2 separate regions of the Mus musculus genome follow, and region 2 is linked to region 1. Evidence: chromatin contacts called from public Hi-C data. All regions are on one chromosome and are shown on one strand. Each heading gives the region's core, a stretch centred on a gene start, on an enhancer-like site or on the middle of the called end of the contact. The rest is flanking DNA. Distances are from core to core; before and after follow the strand shown. Region 1 holds the start of Coch (cochlin). Region 2 has its middle 84 kb from the start of Gm40422.

Region 1 (5,285 bases), core at 1,251-3,750:
CCAAGTTCAGTTCATAGCACTGTGAGGTAATTCACAAACACATGTAATTCCACCTTCAAACCCTCTCAACAGTCCTCCATGGGTGCACATGGGTGCCCGTGAGCACGCACGCACACAAACAAACAAACAAAACAACAAAAAACAATGTACTCTGCTCATTGTCAGAAAGTTTCCCTTGCACATTAGGTCATGCAGGAATACTCACGAAAATCTCAAAACTATGGCCAAAATTGGCACCAAGAAGAAGCAAGCAGGTAGGAGAGGGGTCCACACAGCTTAAGTTGGAAAGGAAACAATCACACGTGTGCCAGTTGGCACCGCCACGCCCTTCCCGTGGGCTCCGGCTTACCTATGGACAGCAGCGCCGCAGATGCTGGACACTGACGCATACACTATGTTCCCAAACACAGAGAATTCCTCAAGAGAGCAGCCTCCTGGGCAGAGAACATCTGCTTTCTCTTTTCGGATATCCAGGCCTCTGGTAAAGCAGGTGACAGGAATGGGAACTGAAGAGAAAGGGTGTGTCCTGTAAGAGCTCCTGGGCTGCTTTACGGGGGAAGTATTGCAGGGATTCTATTTATTCCCCCAATTTCTATACTTCTGCCAAAACACCGACTTAAATGTTGACACCGTTTTAGATATTAGCAAGCCCAAAGGGGTTTCCAATTTAATCTAGGGCCAAGTTACTACAGATATCTAATGTGACATTGTTTCCAGTTCTTCATCAATTTGGAAAATGTAATTGAAAAAGTGCATCAGAATGAGAAAATAGCATTAGTCTTTGACCTAGAAATAAAAAAAGATCTTAATTGTGATGAACTCTTTCCAGTTATTTATGATGACGGTACATCTGTATTGAGCCTTTGTGGAGTGTCTTCATAGACAAATGCAAACGTCTTCAGCTACCCTTCCCAGGGGGCTGTCTGGCCCATTACCTGATACAGTCAGGGCTTTACAGTCCCACATTCACATAAACCAACCAGTTAACAGGTGCCTGGATCATATATTTTACAATTGAGGAAATGAAAGTCATAGAGTTAATTAGCCTACGGAGCACGCCGCAAATCCCAAAGGCTAGGACACAAGGAAATTAGTCCTCTACTTGAATCTGATTGTATCTCCTCCAGATCTGTCCAAAGGAATATGGAAGGCAGCACCCCCCCCCTTTTTTTTTTTAAAAGAAAGCACTGCTAATATGCTTAAATCTTACAGTCAGTCGGACCAATTTAAAAAAAAAAAAAGTCTCTCCCACGAGGCAAGAAAGGATGGTTTTAAAAGTTGAGTAATTTGCCTCTGCCAAGGATCCTTGCCTGGACCACGGAAGAAAAGGGAAGACGCAAGGTGCAATATCAATTCTTCAGGCTCGGTTAAAATCCTAACTTCAAATAGGAGCCTTGCAACTCTATGAAATAACCCAAATCTTTTCCCTTTTCAGCGACGGGGGTGGGGGTAGGTGGGAGTGGGGCGACAACGACTCTGGAATCCAGGACCGAGATTGTCCGGAGCTGCTAACACTTGCTTTGTTGGGCAAAAGGTACTTACCATTTCTACTTTGAAGAAAAGCAAGCGTAAGATTTTAGAAGCGAAACTCTCTTACATCGCAGAAAAGACACCGAACCACACTCGGACTTCTACACGTGGAACAAACTCTTTTGAGGCTCCCAGGGAGATAGATATAGGAACCGCCGACGCTGTTTTCCAAAGGGGTTACAAGCACAAACGCACAGCACAGCGAGGTGATCGGATTAGGTGGGACCAGGATGTGAGCAGCCCTCCTCTGTGGGCTGGGACCAAACAGTTGTCCCCAGCCCGGAAAACAACGGAGTAACTCGGGACGAATGGTCCCGGGGCTAGGTGGCGTGCTCCCGGGAAGGAGGCACAAACGGACCCCGGGGACCCTGGCGTGGAAAAACAGGCAAGCCCGAGGGCTGCGCTGGAGATGGGTGAGGGCGGGTCTCCGCCTCTGCAGCCCCGCATCCCTACGCAGGTCCCTAGCCTGCGGGAACTGACCCTGTCCTCCCCATCTCCCTCCTCCCGCACCTAACTCACCCGCTCCCTCGGCGCGCGCGAACCGGGGCAGCAGCAGCAGCAGCAGCCACGCACCTGCGGAGAGAGGACAGCGAGGTGGCTACAGCCTCCGCCCGCGCGAGAGGGCGAGGGGTAGGGGATGGGAGTGTACCCACCGAGGCAGAGAGCAGGGATCCTGGACGAGGGCATGGCGAGGATCTCCGTGGACCTGCGGGAGAGTGAGGCGTGAACGAGGTTCGCCGGGGACCGCACGGCCCTGCGCTCCTCGGAAGCCGGCGAAGGCGGGAGAACCCGACCGCTGCAGTTCGAGCAGCTCCAGACGCGCTGTGCCACCTCGGACCAGCGTGGGGTACGCCAGGACACACAGGCAGAGGCACAGACCCTATGCACCTCCCCGGGTCCCGCACCTGCGTGGGATCCGCCCGGCTACACCCGAGTGCGGCAAGCGCGGCTCCGTGGCCGCTATAAAGACGGGCGGCGCGCATGAGCACTGTGCGGGGGGCGCCAGCAGGGGCTAGGAGCGGTCCCCAGCCCTCCCCCTCCCGCCCCCGTAGGGCGGTGGCCGGCCAGCTCCTCCCTCGCCCCCCCCCCCCGACGGTCCCCGGGGGAGGCCAGCGGACTGGCGCCTCTTCCTGCGGTGTGGGGTTCTCTGGGGAGGCGTGAAGGTCGCCTGTGGTGTCCGGGGACTTGATGGGAAAAGGCGTCGGAGCGCGTTTGGGGAAACGCCTAGGGACACTTAGGGCGTGCAGGGTACTGGACAGAGACGGTCTTAGGAGCCGCCTTGAGGGAATTGAGGGGCTCAGCAGGGTGCAGAGCAGCCAAGCCACCCGGTTCTGAGAACAAAACTTCCCAGCTTCGCGCCCCGTGGGGAACAGTGCCTACTTTAAAAGTAAAACCAAGCAGCATTTGATAAATGTTATGGAAAACTTGTCTTAGGGGCTCGGCCTCTGGACTTATTTTCAGGTGGAAAACGGTTTTCCCTGATGGGTCATTTGTTGTAAAGAGTAGGTACATTGTAGAGTGCTCCTAACCTCCAGACAATAGTTACATTTCTTTTTTTCTTCCTCTTTCTCCAGATTAGGAAAGATTCCTTGTTTGTGTTTCTAGTCTCAAATCTGGTGATTCTATGGAACTTTAGATGTGGTAGTATGTGCTCCGCATTTCAATTATAGCAACTTTTCATGATGGGCATAGAGAAAGAACAAAACACATAGGGCGTGTTCATGACAGACCTGCAAGGTAGCAGAGGAATTTCAGACCTGGACAGCCCCTGCTTTAGGTTTTTGTTGTTGTTGTTGTTGTTGTTTTGATTTTGGTTTTTTGAGCCATGGTTTTAAGGTAGTCTAAGATGACTTTGAATTCATTGTATCCTGCCTCAGCCTTCCGCAGTGCCACGGATGGACCAATCACACCTGGTTACAATACCTGTTTTAAATGTAGCTTTATTCAGCTATAATTTATGTCATAGAATCCATCCATTTAAAAGACAGGATTCAGTGACTTCTAGAAAGTTTATGATCCTCACCGTAGATCAATTTCAGAATATTCAATCACATCCAAAATGATGCCTCCTGGTGAAGAGCCGGCACGCCCTTTCCTCTCCACCACATGACCTCAGCAGTCCACTTCCTCTCCCTATAGACTTGGACATTTATGTACGTGGAGTCCTACACTAGTGCATGATGTGGAGGTGTGACTATGCTGAAGTGTGCGTCAGCTGAACAGCCCTTGCCTGGGCTGACAGAATGCCTCCGTGGTTTTACCAGGCATTTCTTTTATCACTTGGCTGTCTTCTGAGAAGGGACAAAATTGCTTGGTCGGTGATTTGGGAAGTACTCGGTGTTTCTTTTTCTTTTTCATGGCTGCTTGAAAGATTTGATCTCTTTCATGAGAGAATTGTGATTTTCTCAGGAGTCTACCTAACCATCCTTGATAGTTTTCTTGGAAGAAAAATTGAAGATGAAGACAATTAAAGCTGTCCTTTTCATGATTGTTCTTTGTGTGTCCTACGCCAGGGTTGGACAGGTTCCTCCAGTCAGGCCCGGGAAATTGTCGTGATCTTGTATAATTAGTTGCTAGGCAGCAACTCAGGCAGCATGGTCAAATGGGGTGCAAGGCAGAGAAAGAGTCCCTGCAGGGCACAGTCCCTGATGCCAGTCCACCATGATCTGGCAGAATCAAATTCCTGCAGCTATTTCCATGATAGACCCTGAGTCTGTGACTTAAGAAATGGAGGAAATAGCTCATTAAGTTTCATGGCTGTTTACCCAGGCATTTTAATTATTTTGTTTTGAAACATTTAAGAGAAGTTAAGTCTTTATTTATTTTTATTCTTTTGGAAAGACCAACCAAGGAGGGTGGAGGAGTCCGGGTGATATTTCTTTTCCTCAGTTAGTTTGTTTTTCATGTTCACCATAAATATATGGAGGGAAAAATATGTGCTTTTAGAGACCGGTCTTCAGAGCCAGAGGGAGAGGCAGATCTGGCTCTTGACTGAAAAGACAAATTTATATTCAGTTCGGTGATATTTCAGAGCATTGTCCAGGATTGCTAGTTATCTTGCTCTAACAAAGACCATTTAATATCAACAAACAAACAAAACCAAAAACCAGAGAGCAGCTGGCTCCTAACTAGGTTGTTGTGGGGACCACTTGGGGAGCACTGATTTGTATGGTAGCGGGAGTTTTCCATCCCTCAAGAGATTCTGATCCTTTTGCTCTGGGATGGGGACAGAGCATTTAAAAACCTCTCTGGATGATTCTAATGCATAGCCCAAGATACACAATACTTAATTCAATGTCAGCAGAGAAATTAATAATTCTTAATCTTTCACTGGCTTTTCACTTTTTCATTGAGATTCTATTTCTATGTGTCAACTATGTTTCCATGATGAAACACAAATTATAGTTGTTTAAAAACAATGTCCAGTGGTAGTGAAATGGCTCAGCACAGAAAGGTGCTGGTTCTGCAAGCCTGGCCACCAGAATTTAACCCTAGGTGACCCACATAAAGATGGAGGGAGAGAACTGGCTGCAGAGTTGTCCTCTGATCTCCAGAGGTGGGAGCTGTAGCTTATACACTCACACCCGCGCCCACACTCTATAATGAACAAAATGAGTAAATCCCTGATGAAGACATTTATTGTTGATCGTTGTGCCTGCACTATTGATGCTCTGCTCAGGAAGTTATCTCCTGTGTCAATGAGAGCAAGGCTGCTCCTTACCTTCTCTTCTATCAGCTTCAGTGCGTTTGGTTTT
Region 2 (5,082 bases), core at 1,764-4,263, 99 kb after region 1:
AGTGACCAGCTAACCCAGAAATCCCCCTGACTATGTGCTACACTAGACTCCCCAGGGATGGAGTGATGGGGTTCCAGCTCCAGTTCCACCTTGTTTGTGTGTTCTGGAGACGGATCACAAGCTTGAGCAGCAGGCATTCGTCCACTGAGCCTTCATCTTCCAGATCATGCTGTGCCCCACTTGTAACTTCTATGTGTGTCAATCATGCTTATGATTTTTACTCTAAGTAGTTGTCTTAGTCAGGGTTTCTATTCCTGCACAAACATCATGACCAAGAAGCAAGTTGTGGAGGAAAGGCTTTATTCAGCTCACACTTCCACACTGCTGTTCATCACCAAGGGAGTCAGGACTGGAACTCAAGCAGGTCAGGAAGCAGGAGCTGATGCAGAGGCCATGGAGGGATGTTCTTTACTGGCTTGCTTCTCCTGGCTTGCTCAGTCTGCTCTCTTATAGAACCAAGACTACCAGCCCAGGGATGGCACCACCCACAAGGGGCCCTCCCCACTTGATCACTAATTGAGGAAATGCCTTACAGTTGGATCTCATGGAGACATTTCCTCAACTGAAGCTCCTTTCTCTGTGATAACTCCAGCTGTGTCAAGTTGACACAAAACTAACCAGTACAGTAGTCAATAATTTAACAGGTATAAAAATTAGAAAAAAATTAATGTTCATCTCCAGTTTTTAATTCTACTTTTTTAATGTGTGGAGTGTGTTTTTGTGTATATGTATGTGTGCCCATACTTGTGTGTGTGTGCAGAGGCCAGAAGTTAGCCTTGGGCTTGGGCGTCTTCAGTCACTCTCGTGTACTTTCCTTTGACCCAGGATGTCTACTGAAGCCGGGGCTCACTGATGGGTGAGTGCTGAGGTTACAGGCCCACACTGCTAGGCCCGGCATTTCAGTCTGTATTAAAATATACCACTGAGGACTTTTCAGTTCTCTGTATATAACAAAATTTCCATTTGAGGAGGCTGGAGAGATGGCTCAGCGGTTAAGAGCTTTGGCTGCTCTTCCAGAGGTCCTGAGTTCAATTCCCAGCAACCACATGGTGGCTCCCAACCATCTGTAATGGGATATGATGCCCTCTTCTGGTGTGTCTGAAGAGAGCTACAGTGTACTCGTATATACATTCAATCAATCAATCACTCTTTTTTTTTTTTTTTTAAAGAAAATTTCCATTTGCTCTGACAGTCATCTGTCTTAAAAGCTCTCTTCTAGTATTCCTGATGTTTATCTATGCTGGCGATGGATTATCTGGAAAAGGTTTATTCCATCATTACTTTTGAAAGACATAATTCTTTATAACCTTTATATTTCTCTGACTAAATACCACTTGCTTTACGGCTTTCTTATTTTTGACAAAAAGCTTACTGTGTTCTTCTTCTTATACAACATTTTGGATTTCTTTGTCTGTTGTCCGAAATTTCCCTTTATTACTGATTTTTAGCATTTTTAGTATTCAGGGACAAGGGTGTGTGTGTGTGTGTGTGTGTGTGTGTGTGTGTTTAAATTTAGTCTATCTGGGGTCTCTGAGCTCCTTCTGTGGCTCAATACCTTGGGAGAGACTCTAGCTGATAACTCTCCGTCACTTCTTCTGCCCTGTCTCTCTCCCTGTGATTCCGTTAATCCTACATTACCGTGCTCCCCTCTCTCCCCAGTGTTTTCTCCTTATGGTTCAGTTTACATAATTTATCTTTACCTGTTCTTCAGGTTAACTGAATCTTTTCTCTACTATGCTTAATCTGCTAATAAATTCAACAAAAATATTTTATTTCTGATACCACATTTTATTTTCAGATTTCTTATCTGAGTTATCAAAATTAATTTTTATTGATGTTTTGGGCTTCTCCATTTGTAGACGCTATTTACTGTTCCTGACAGTTCTTTTAATAAATTGATTATAGCTGTTTAGGCCTCCATCCTTCTAGAGTCATTTATGAGTCAGATTCTGTTATGTCATCATCATCATCGTCGTCGAGTCAGAATCGGGAACTCTGGCTGGCCTAGATCTTACTATGTAGACTATACTGGCCTTGAGCTCATAGAAATCTGCCTGCTTCTGTCTCCCAAGTGCACGCACCACCATGCCTAGCTTGAACACTGTGCTTTGGTTTTCACTTTCCATGGGACAACTTGTCCTTGGACGATAGACACTGAGAAGATACTGAAGGAATCAAGGTGTTAACTTTTCATCCATCAGACTCATGTTGCAAGGATCTGAGTGAGTCTGGTCAGCAATTTAGTGGAGTTTGTTTATTTGTATCTACGTTGCCTCTGGGTTCAGCTGCTGGTACTTTCCAGACCTGGAGAGTGGCCTGGGTCCCAGGCATCCTTGGATGGCTAGGAGTACAGCCCAACACATTTGTTGATGGCAGCATCATGTCAAAATGTCACATGTTGGACACCAGCAACTCCGTGAACGGCCCAGGATGACGGAGATTTTTCTTAGAGCTTGTGATCTGCCCACAGCCTTCAGTGGGACCTTGTGATCTGATAGGCTCAACAGAAGCTAAAATTTTATAAACGGAACTATTAAGTCTTTCCATATTGTAGGGTGGGAACAATCTTCTCTTGTGCTTTTCTATGGTTTAAGTGGAAGCAGAACCACAGTCAGTTTTTTTTTTTTTTAATAACCCTGTTTTTCTGTTTAAGTCATTTCTGCACACGTAAGAATTTTGCCTTACAGGGGAAGCAATGTATGGTAATAGTTAAGACAAAAGCAGCCTTCAGACACGACGGGCTTGGAATCCCGGCTCTGCCGGTTACCTTCCCACTAACTTTATGAGCTTTGAGACTGAGCGGATTATTTAGCTGTCACTTCGTTTTCACATCGGGAAAACAGAATAGAATGAAAGAATACATCTAAAATAATACTCAGTGCAATGCCTGCCTGTAGAGAACTCTCGATGGGGAGTCCTTGTTAGATTTCAATTATACGTGAATAAGCCTGGTGACGCACGAAAGGATTCCCAGATGGAAAGTGGGCAGAGTGTGGAACGCCATTTAGCAACAGATTCAAGTATCGCTGTAAGGTATGGGCCCTGAAAGAGGCCGCAGCAAAGGCAATGGAAGAGGTGGACTTTAAGGCCCAGACCCCACGGCGGTGCCCGCTCAGGTACTATTGGACCTTCTCCGCTAACTTACGTTCAGCGCCGTTCTCGTACCGCTCCATGGCTGCTGCGTGCCTGTCTTTCCCTGTTTGGCTGCTTTTAGAGACGAGTGGGTTGGGTTATTTGCAGTATACCCCTTGTGCTGCCGTATGTGACCATTAGTCAGTTCACTGAATTAACTTGGTGAACGTTGTTCTGTTTCCCTTCTCCCTCCCGGGGCCGCAGTGGAAACGGTCCATGGCTGGATATTCACCTTGAAGGCCATTTCCATGTCAGCTGCTATGCGAACATGAGCAGCTCCTCTTGTCTGAGTCTGGCCACACTCCACAGACATCACTTTTCCTTCTTTTCTGAGTCTTTCTCTTGGATGCTAACCAGAACCTAAATATGTTTTTCCGGTACTCAAACCTCTCTGCTCTTTCCTGAAGCGAAGGTAGCTTCGTTTTGTCGTATGGCTCTGTGCAAGCCTTCCATGCCTAACTCCCAGAGACGTGCTTCCCTCTCCCCTCCTCTGCAGTCTTCCTGTTTGACCACCTGTTGAGATTCGGAGCTTCCCGATCTGTGATTTTCCTTTAATATCTAATAAAATTGTCTTCAAGCATCCTTCTAGACTGTTCCTAAATTCTTTTATTAATGGGACTAAAAACCCTAAGTGGCAAGGGACAGGGGGTTTCCGGCTTCAGTGGTAACACATGGTTGACCAAGACTAGTCTCCTTAAAATTTCTGGTAACAACTGTAATAATAAAAACAGACATACAAATGCATTTAATAATGATGAAGCTAGTGCATGACCATGGGGGATGACACTAGGGACTTGCCAGGAGTAGAGAGGCCGCCTAGCTCACTAATGGGCCGCCTAGCTCACTAATGCCGAGACACGTGGCTACGGAACGCTGCTAACCAGAATATACAGTGACAGCCATCATCTCACCCCGAGGAAGAACAGAGAGATGCCGGGGATTCCATTTCTCCTTGCCAAGCCTTGTAACTGGCAAGCTAGCTTATTCTCTGTTCTGAGGTCAGAGGGACAAGGCTCAGCATTTATTCAAGGTTTCTCTCTTGTGTGTCCTTGTTAAACTTTGACATTTTCAACAGAGCTGACCCCGGAGCGCTAACTCTTCCCAGTACACTCTCGTCCTTGAAACTGCGCAAACTTTGCTTTATTCAAACAAATTCATAATCATTTAATGTCATAGATAACACCTCAGCCCTACCTTCCTCTTCTCTCCCAGGAATGTAAGCTTTCTTCTTGGTGGTGGTGAATGGAAACTAATTAAGAGTGTGTTTGATCGTTTCCCCTTTGCTGTGATAAAATACTCTGACAAACAGCTTAAGGGTAAAGGGATTTAGTCTAGCTTATTATGGACAAGAAGTCAAGACAGCAGGAGCTCGAAGCAGCTGGTGGCATCCCATCCACAATCAGAAACCAGACAGAGGATGACTGCTTGCTGCTGTTCAGTGCAAGCTCTCTGTCTGTCTGTCTGTCTGTCTGTCTGTCTGTCTGGACCAGGATCCCAGCCAGTGAATAAGCTACTAACAATAGCAGGTATTTCCACCTTGATTAACAAAATCTAAATAGTCCTCTTAGAGGTATGCCCAGGGGCTCATCTTTTGGGAGACTCTAGACTCTGGCAAGTTAATAGTTAACCCTAGCTGGCACAGGGTGATCCACTTGCCTTCAGTTGTGAAGAATTAACATCCTTTTCTGTGGGACCATATTGGTCCAGGGTGACAAAGGAACTGTTGAGGGAGCTCCAACCTGGAACCTTACACCATAGAGCTGGCTTCCCCACCATGAACCCTAGTAAGAATTTATTACTCTGACAGGGTAATAAATAAATGATCACTCTTTGTTTGACCTTCAAAGGTTCCCCCCACCCTACCCCACCCCACCCCATAGCCTCTAAGTGTGTAGATTACGCATTTTCCAACTGCCCTGGCCAGGAACACAGTCCTAGAGATCCCATGCC

The links. Hi-C and Micro-C count contacts between places; a contact is called where the count stands out from the background.
Region 2: a contact with region 1 is called in a Hi-C map of cerebral cortex, with 2.1 times the contacts expected there. The contact joins the enhancer-like site here to the promoter of Coch in region 1. A contact is called at or near these places in 4 of 39 promoter capture datasets (the HPC-7 cell line, cranial neural crest, embryonic stem cells and 1 more), 3 of 484 Hi-C or Micro-C datasets (cerebral cortex and uterus), 3 of 115 datasets of contacts at active chromatin or transcription factors (embryonic stem cells and forebrain) and 2 of 9 other capture datasets (embryonic stem cells and pancreatic islet).

What each region holds. Positions count from the first base shown.
Region 1 is chr12:51,590,556-51,595,840 of GRCm38.p6, reverse strand. Coch (cochlin) reads right to left here and starts at 2,500. Exons shown (of 12, transcript NM_001198835.1): 1 at 2,436-2,500; 2 at 2,184-2,236; 3 at 2,050-2,103; 4 at 350-506. The coding sequence starts at 2,217.
Region 2 is chr12:51,492,757-51,497,838 of GRCm38.p6, reverse strand. No RefSeq gene overlaps it. Among named protein-coding and RNA genes, the nearest start is that of Gm40422, 84 kb to the right of the region's middle. Within about 2 kb of position 3,013, at least 6 of the 459 cell types and tissues checked have an H3K27ac peak or open chromatin away from gene starts, as enhancers often do. A contact at or near this core is called in cerebral cortex, where this site is marked.